2 separate regions of the Oryctolagus cuniculus genome follow, and region 2 is linked to region 1. A link is a contact called in public Micro-C data. All regions are on one chromosome and are shown on one strand. The core of a region is the stretch at or near the end of the contact, and the rest is flanking DNA. Distances in the headings are between cores, read along the strand shown. Region 1 holds the start of SLC9A1 (solute carrier family 9 member A1). Region 2 overlaps SLC9A1 (solute carrier family 9 member A1).

What was found. A called contact is a pair of places that touch in the nucleus more often than the background predicts.
Region 2: a Micro-C map of ear pinna shows a contact between it and region 1, with 5 times the contacts expected there. The contact joins the enhancer-like site here to the promoter of SLC9A1 in region 1. A contact is called at or near these places in 4 of 6 Hi-C or Micro-C datasets (ear pinna, psoas muscle, skin fibroblasts and 1 more).

Annotation. Positions count from the first base shown.
Region 1 is chr7:144,405,669-144,408,368 of mOryCun1.1, forward strand. SLC9A1 (solute carrier family 9 member A1) reads left to right here and starts at 1,252. Exons shown (of 12, transcript NM_001101721.1): 1 at 1,252-1,910. The coding sequence starts at 1,559.
Region 2 is chr7:144,444,333-144,447,032 of mOryCun1.1, forward strand. The region is part of intron 1 of SLC9A1 (solute carrier family 9 member A1); the gene reads left to right. Among named protein-coding and RNA genes, the nearest start is that of SLC9A1, 39 kb to the left of the region's middle. Within about 2 kb of position 1,264, at least 4 of the 8 cell types and tissues checked have an H3K27ac peak or open chromatin away from gene starts, as enhancers often do. A contact at or near this core is called in ear pinna, where this site is marked.

The DNA of each region.
Region 1 (2,700 bases), core at 2-2,501:
GCCAGTGTCATCGCGAAAAGGGAAATCTGGCCGAGACAGAGCGCAGGAAGAGCTCCGGCGAAGACGGGAGGTATGCTGCCACAACCGCGACCCAGAGGCTGCCAGCAGCCAGAAGGCAGCAGGGAGGCACGGAATAGTCCCCGCAGCCCTCAGCGGAAGCCATCCCTGACTCATTTCCCACCTCGAGGCTCCTGTCGCTACAACCCACTTTGCAGTGCCTTGTGGGGCATCCCTGGCAAACCAAGACAACCAACCATCCGGGCGCTAGCTGAGGAGCTGTTTCCGTGTCTGTAAAACTGTCAGGGTGTGAGCAGAACACCTTACCTGGATCATCTCATTTAAGCATCCGCGTATTTCCTCTGATACATGCGCTACCACCTCCACGTTACAGGTGAGAAAGGCAGGATACCGGGAGGTGAAGTACCTTGCTCAAGGTCACGTGTTAACTAAATACGGAAGAGAAAAGCGCATCTTCTATAGGAGCACGGGGAGGCTTTCATGAACCTGCAGATGTGACAGAACCTTGTAAGTAGTACAGTGTTTTACCCGTGTTAGACTCTTGGGACTTTGATTCTGGACTTTGCTTTTTTTTTATTTTTTTATTTTTTTTGCCATCTCTGAGTCTCCTTCCTTTTCCTACGCGATACTTCCTTCCCTTGGCGACAGGGGCCGCTGCACCGCGCGGGCGCTGACAGGTCCCTCTAGGCCGCTGCACCGGCTGCTCGCTGGTGCCTATAAGTGGCAGCGCCGGGCTCAGCGAGGCATCAGTCTGCCGCTGCCGAGGGGCTGGCATCTGGGCTGGATGTAGCATTGGAGCTGGCCGCGCGGGAGCTGCAGCTGGGCCGGGGCGCGCAGCGCTGCGCCGCGCCGGGGCCGCACCGACGGGCGTGTTGCTGCTGGCCCACCGGGAGCCGCCCCCCGCCCGCGTCGAGGCGCCTTCCCTCCAGGCCGCCTGCCTCCGCCTTCCGCCTCCCTCCATTTCCCCGGAATCTCGGCCGGACGCGCCCGGACCCCGGCCCTTCTCTGCAGGGGGAAGCTCCGGGCTGCCTTCCGGCCTCACTTCCTCACAGCCCGGCCCGCCACCCCCAGCCCTCTCTTTTTCTCCTTCCTGGACCGGCGACCGTCCCCTCCCTCTAGCTCAGACTCCCTCCCCCTTCCCCTAGCCGAGTCCCAGGTCCTCAGTCAGTTTCCTGAGCCGGAGGTGCCAGCCTGCCTTCTTTCCCTCCCCCGGGCTCCCCCCATCCCGTCCCTTGCTCTGTCCCTAGGGCGCGCTCTTCTGCCTCTCTGCCTCTCCCAGGTCTGCAGCTCCGGACCTTTTGGTCTCCTTCCGTGGTCCTTTCTGGGTCCCTGTCCCTTTCCCCAGTTTGGAGTTGCAGATCAGGAAGCCAGACTCCCTCCACCCCCAGAGGACTGCTCCTACAAAACTTGACTCTATAACATGAACTCCTCCTAGGGACCAGCCCTGTCCCCTCCCTCCCCCTCCCCCTGCTCCCTATGTCCCAGGTCTCACTCTCACTTCGCTAAGGGTCTTGGCCTGCTGGGCGGAGGGCGCAGCACCATGCTTCTGTGGTCAGCTGTCCGTGGCCTCTCTCCACCTCGGATCGTCCCCTCCTTGCTGGTGGTGGTGGCCTTGGCGGGGCTGCTCCCTGGCCTCAGGAGCCATGGGCTCCAGCTCAGCCCCACTGACAGCACCACCCCAGACTCGCAGCCTTCACGGGAACGCTCCATTGGGGATGTCACCACCGCCCCACCGGAAGTCACCCCCGAGAGCCGCCCCGTGAACCGTTCGGTCACTGAACATGGCATGAAGCCGCGGAAGGCCTTTCCAGTCCTGGGCATTGACTACACACACGTGCGCACCCCTTTCGAGATCTCCCTCTGGATCCTGCTGGCCTGCCTCATGAAGATAGGTAAGTCCAGTCCGCTCTGACCCCGCCGCCGCCGGCCTGGTGAGCTTCTGTCCCATCCCTAGCCATTTGAGGCTGCCCAGGAGTTGACATCTGAGCCACTCCTGTAACGCAGGCAGCCTCCGTCCTGCCGCCTGGGTCCTTGTCAAACACCACCTTCCATGGTGGCCTCCGTGGTCTGAGGCCTCCCAAGACCAGGGCCAGCACCGTGCATGGGGACAGGGGGAGAGCAGGATTCGAGAACGAGATGCGTCTGACACTAAGTACCTTCGGCAAGGATTCTGGGCCAGGCGGGTCTCTGGCTGGGCCAGGCCCAGGGGAAGCCAGGCTACCAGGCATGTGGCACTTTCTGTTCTGTCAACAGCACCCAGCACGATTTATGCCACGCCTCACGGGAGGGCGTGCCTGGACGGCGGATGGTTCTGCTTGGCCTGCCTGAGGAGCCTGTGTGTCGGGGGCACCTGGGCGCAGGAGGCTTACAAGTGTAGTAGAACGCGAGGGCGCATCGACTGCCTTCCTGCCCGGAATGTTACCTGTGAGCGCTGCCTGCCTGGGCTGGTTAGCAGAGCCTGAGTCAGCTTCTGGCCCAGAAGTGCCACCCGCCAGATAGTTTATGGGGCAGCGGGCCCTGGGCTTTTCTGAAGTCCGTTTTGGGGGTGGGGAGTGTGGGGAGGGTTGAGGCTTGGTCACATCCCAGCTTACCCCTTGGTGGTTACCTGGCTGCATCTCCAGGTGCTGGCCCCGGGGGAGAGCTCCAGGGAGGGGCTGGGAGTGTTCTGGTCTGAAGACCGAA
Region 2 (2,700 bases), core at 14-2,513, 39 kb after region 1:
CATTTGGAGAGTGAACCAGTGGATGGGAGATTCCCTCTCTGTCTCTCTGTTTCTCTGTCTTCCTCCCTCCCTTCCTTTCATGCACATGAAAATAAACATTAAAAACAAAAAAGTGCCCTCATGTGCGCTGTCGCCTGCCGGACTCCCTGGGAGGTATTAGCTTTCGTGGCTGTAGTTGAGACTGGTTGCTGGGGCAGTTGAAGAGGGAGTTAAAGAAATGGAATCGTTGTGCAACCGCAGCTCCCTTGGGACCTGGCCGAGTTGCAGCCCCAGAGCAGTCCTCAGGCCTGGAAATAGGGCGGCAGGGCCCCCAGCGCACCCCTGGGTCCCTGGTGACCAGCCCTGGTGGGCCAAGGAGGCCCTCTTCCCAGCAGTCCCCTCTGACTTCCCAGGCCTGGGGGCAGGGGGCCCTGCGGGGGGTGGGGTCAGGGGTATCTGGTCACCCCGGCAACTGCGCCAGCCTCAGCACACAGCGTTCTCCTGGCGAGGCCCCTACCCACCAGAGCGTGGGGAAGGGTCTGTGAGGCCGCGTGAGCGTGTGTGGGCGTGTGTCTCCACATGCCCCTGCCCCCTGCCCCGGGCAGAGTCCGAAGCATGCCCCCTCCCCCCCGCTCCCCTTCTCTTCTCCCCGCAGAGGCTTTGCCCGTGGCTGGGAGCTGCTGAATTCTACACCTCGTCTGCTTGCTCAGCAGGGCTGGCCGCCCTCACAGGACGCCATGTGGCTTGAGTGGCTGACGTGACTTGGCGTGTCCCGGCTCTCGTGGCAGGCCTGGTCACGGGACTACGGCAGGCTGCTGGCTGCCTTTGAGAATCTGTTTCCCAAACCGCAGGATCGGAGGCCGCCTGCCTCCTCCCCAGCCCTGATTCCACGCTGGTGACGTCACTGCCTCCGCACAGCTGGGGCCTCACTGCCCGGCCTCCTGGGCTTTGGCCACGATGCCAGGCCTTTGTCAGGGGGTTGGGGGCTCCGGCCGTGCATTTGTGCCTCTCTCACCACACTCAGTGTCACAGACCCTGCAGTTTGAGGGGACTCTTCAGAGACGCGGCGTGGGAAGGATTGGAGGGCGGGGAGGACAAGCAGGGACAAGCCGTGGGCTGCTCTCTCCTTCCCCTCCTGGTGACAGCGTGCCCTCCCCCTCCCTGGAGGTGCTTTCCAGTAACCTGCTGCCTACCCCTGGCAGAGTGCCCGGAGAGTACCCAGGCCTTCCTCCTCGGCCTGGGCCTGCCCCTTCCCGCCACAGCCCCGAGAGCCTGTCGGGGCACACGTGGCCCCTGTCTTCCTGGAAGGCATCCTGGGAGTTGGCTTAGCAGAAGAGGTGACCAGGCCCCAGCCCCGTATGGCCTGGCTGGGCGTGTCCAGGAGGAGTGCCAGCTGTCTGGTCACCTGTGAAGGAGGTCCCCGTCCGCGCAGAGCCTCCCAGCCTGAGCCACCTCCGCATCCCCAGTGCCCGGCGTGGCCTGGCACCAGCACTTGAGTAAAGAATAGGTTTCTTCGTTCTGTGCCACGGGCTTGAGAACAGTAGAGAGGAGCTTCCCTAGGCCCTGGGGAAGCTGCCCAGCCTTGCTGAGACCCCAGCTTTGTTTTCTGCAGAATGGGCACGATTCCTGTCCCACAGGGTGGCTGGGGGCAGAGGTGGTGGGAGCCCAGTCCCGGCACGGTGCAGCGTCCTCACGTTCCTGCTCTTGGCTGGCTGCCCGTGCCGGCAGGAGCTATAAACCATCTCGGCTCTGGGTCTCCAGGGCACCGCTTGACGTTTTGTAGGGCCTGGGAAAGCCCCGAGGATTGACCCGATGGCATCGGGGATGGGGAGGCCTCGTTAGAGCGTCCCCTGCTGGTTGGAGATAGAAGCTGTCATCCACCCGCCCCCGGGCTGCCTTTCGCTTCGATTCTGCCTTCTAAGGCATCCGGTGGGGCTGACTCCAGGGCAGGGCCAGGGAGACTGCGGGGGAGGCTAAGTGGCTGCAGCTGTCCTCTGGCCTTGGCCGCTGCCTTCTGGCCCGTACCTGCCTGAACTCTGCTCTAGAACTCCCAGCATCCCTGCTTCCCTCCGGGGCAGCACAGGTTTCTGGGGTAAGGTACCGTTGGCCAGTCTCCCCTACTTCTGCCCAGCTTTCCTGATCCCCTATGGTGCCAGGGAGAGGGAAACATGGGCAGTGAGTAAGTGAAGAAGGTTATGAGGAAGGGAGGCACCAGGGGACTTCTGTCCTAACATGGGCAGACAAGGGTAGTCAGGGAACACTTCCTGGAGGAGGAGGCAGGCAGAAGAATATGGTGAGCCGGCTCCGCGGCTCAATAGACTAATCCTCTGCCTGCGGCGCCGGCACACCAGGTTCTAGTCCCATTCGGGGCGCTGGATTCTGTTCCAGTTGCCCCTCTTCCAGGCCAGCTCTCTGCTGTGGCCAGGGAGTGCAGTGGAGGATGGCCCAAGTGCTTGGGCCCTGCACCTGCATGGGAGACCAGGAGAAGCACCTGGCTCCTGCCTTCGGATCAACGCAATGCACCAGCTGCAGCGCACTGGCCGCAGCGGCCATTAGAGGGCGAACCAACAGCAAAAGGAAGACGTTTCTCTCTCTCTCTCTCACTGTCCACTCTGCCTGTCAAAAAATAAAAAATAAAAAAAGAAGGATATGGTGACAACCATACACAGTGTGGGTGGAGGAGAGACAGGAATGGTGTTCTGGAGAGAGGAACTAGAGTAG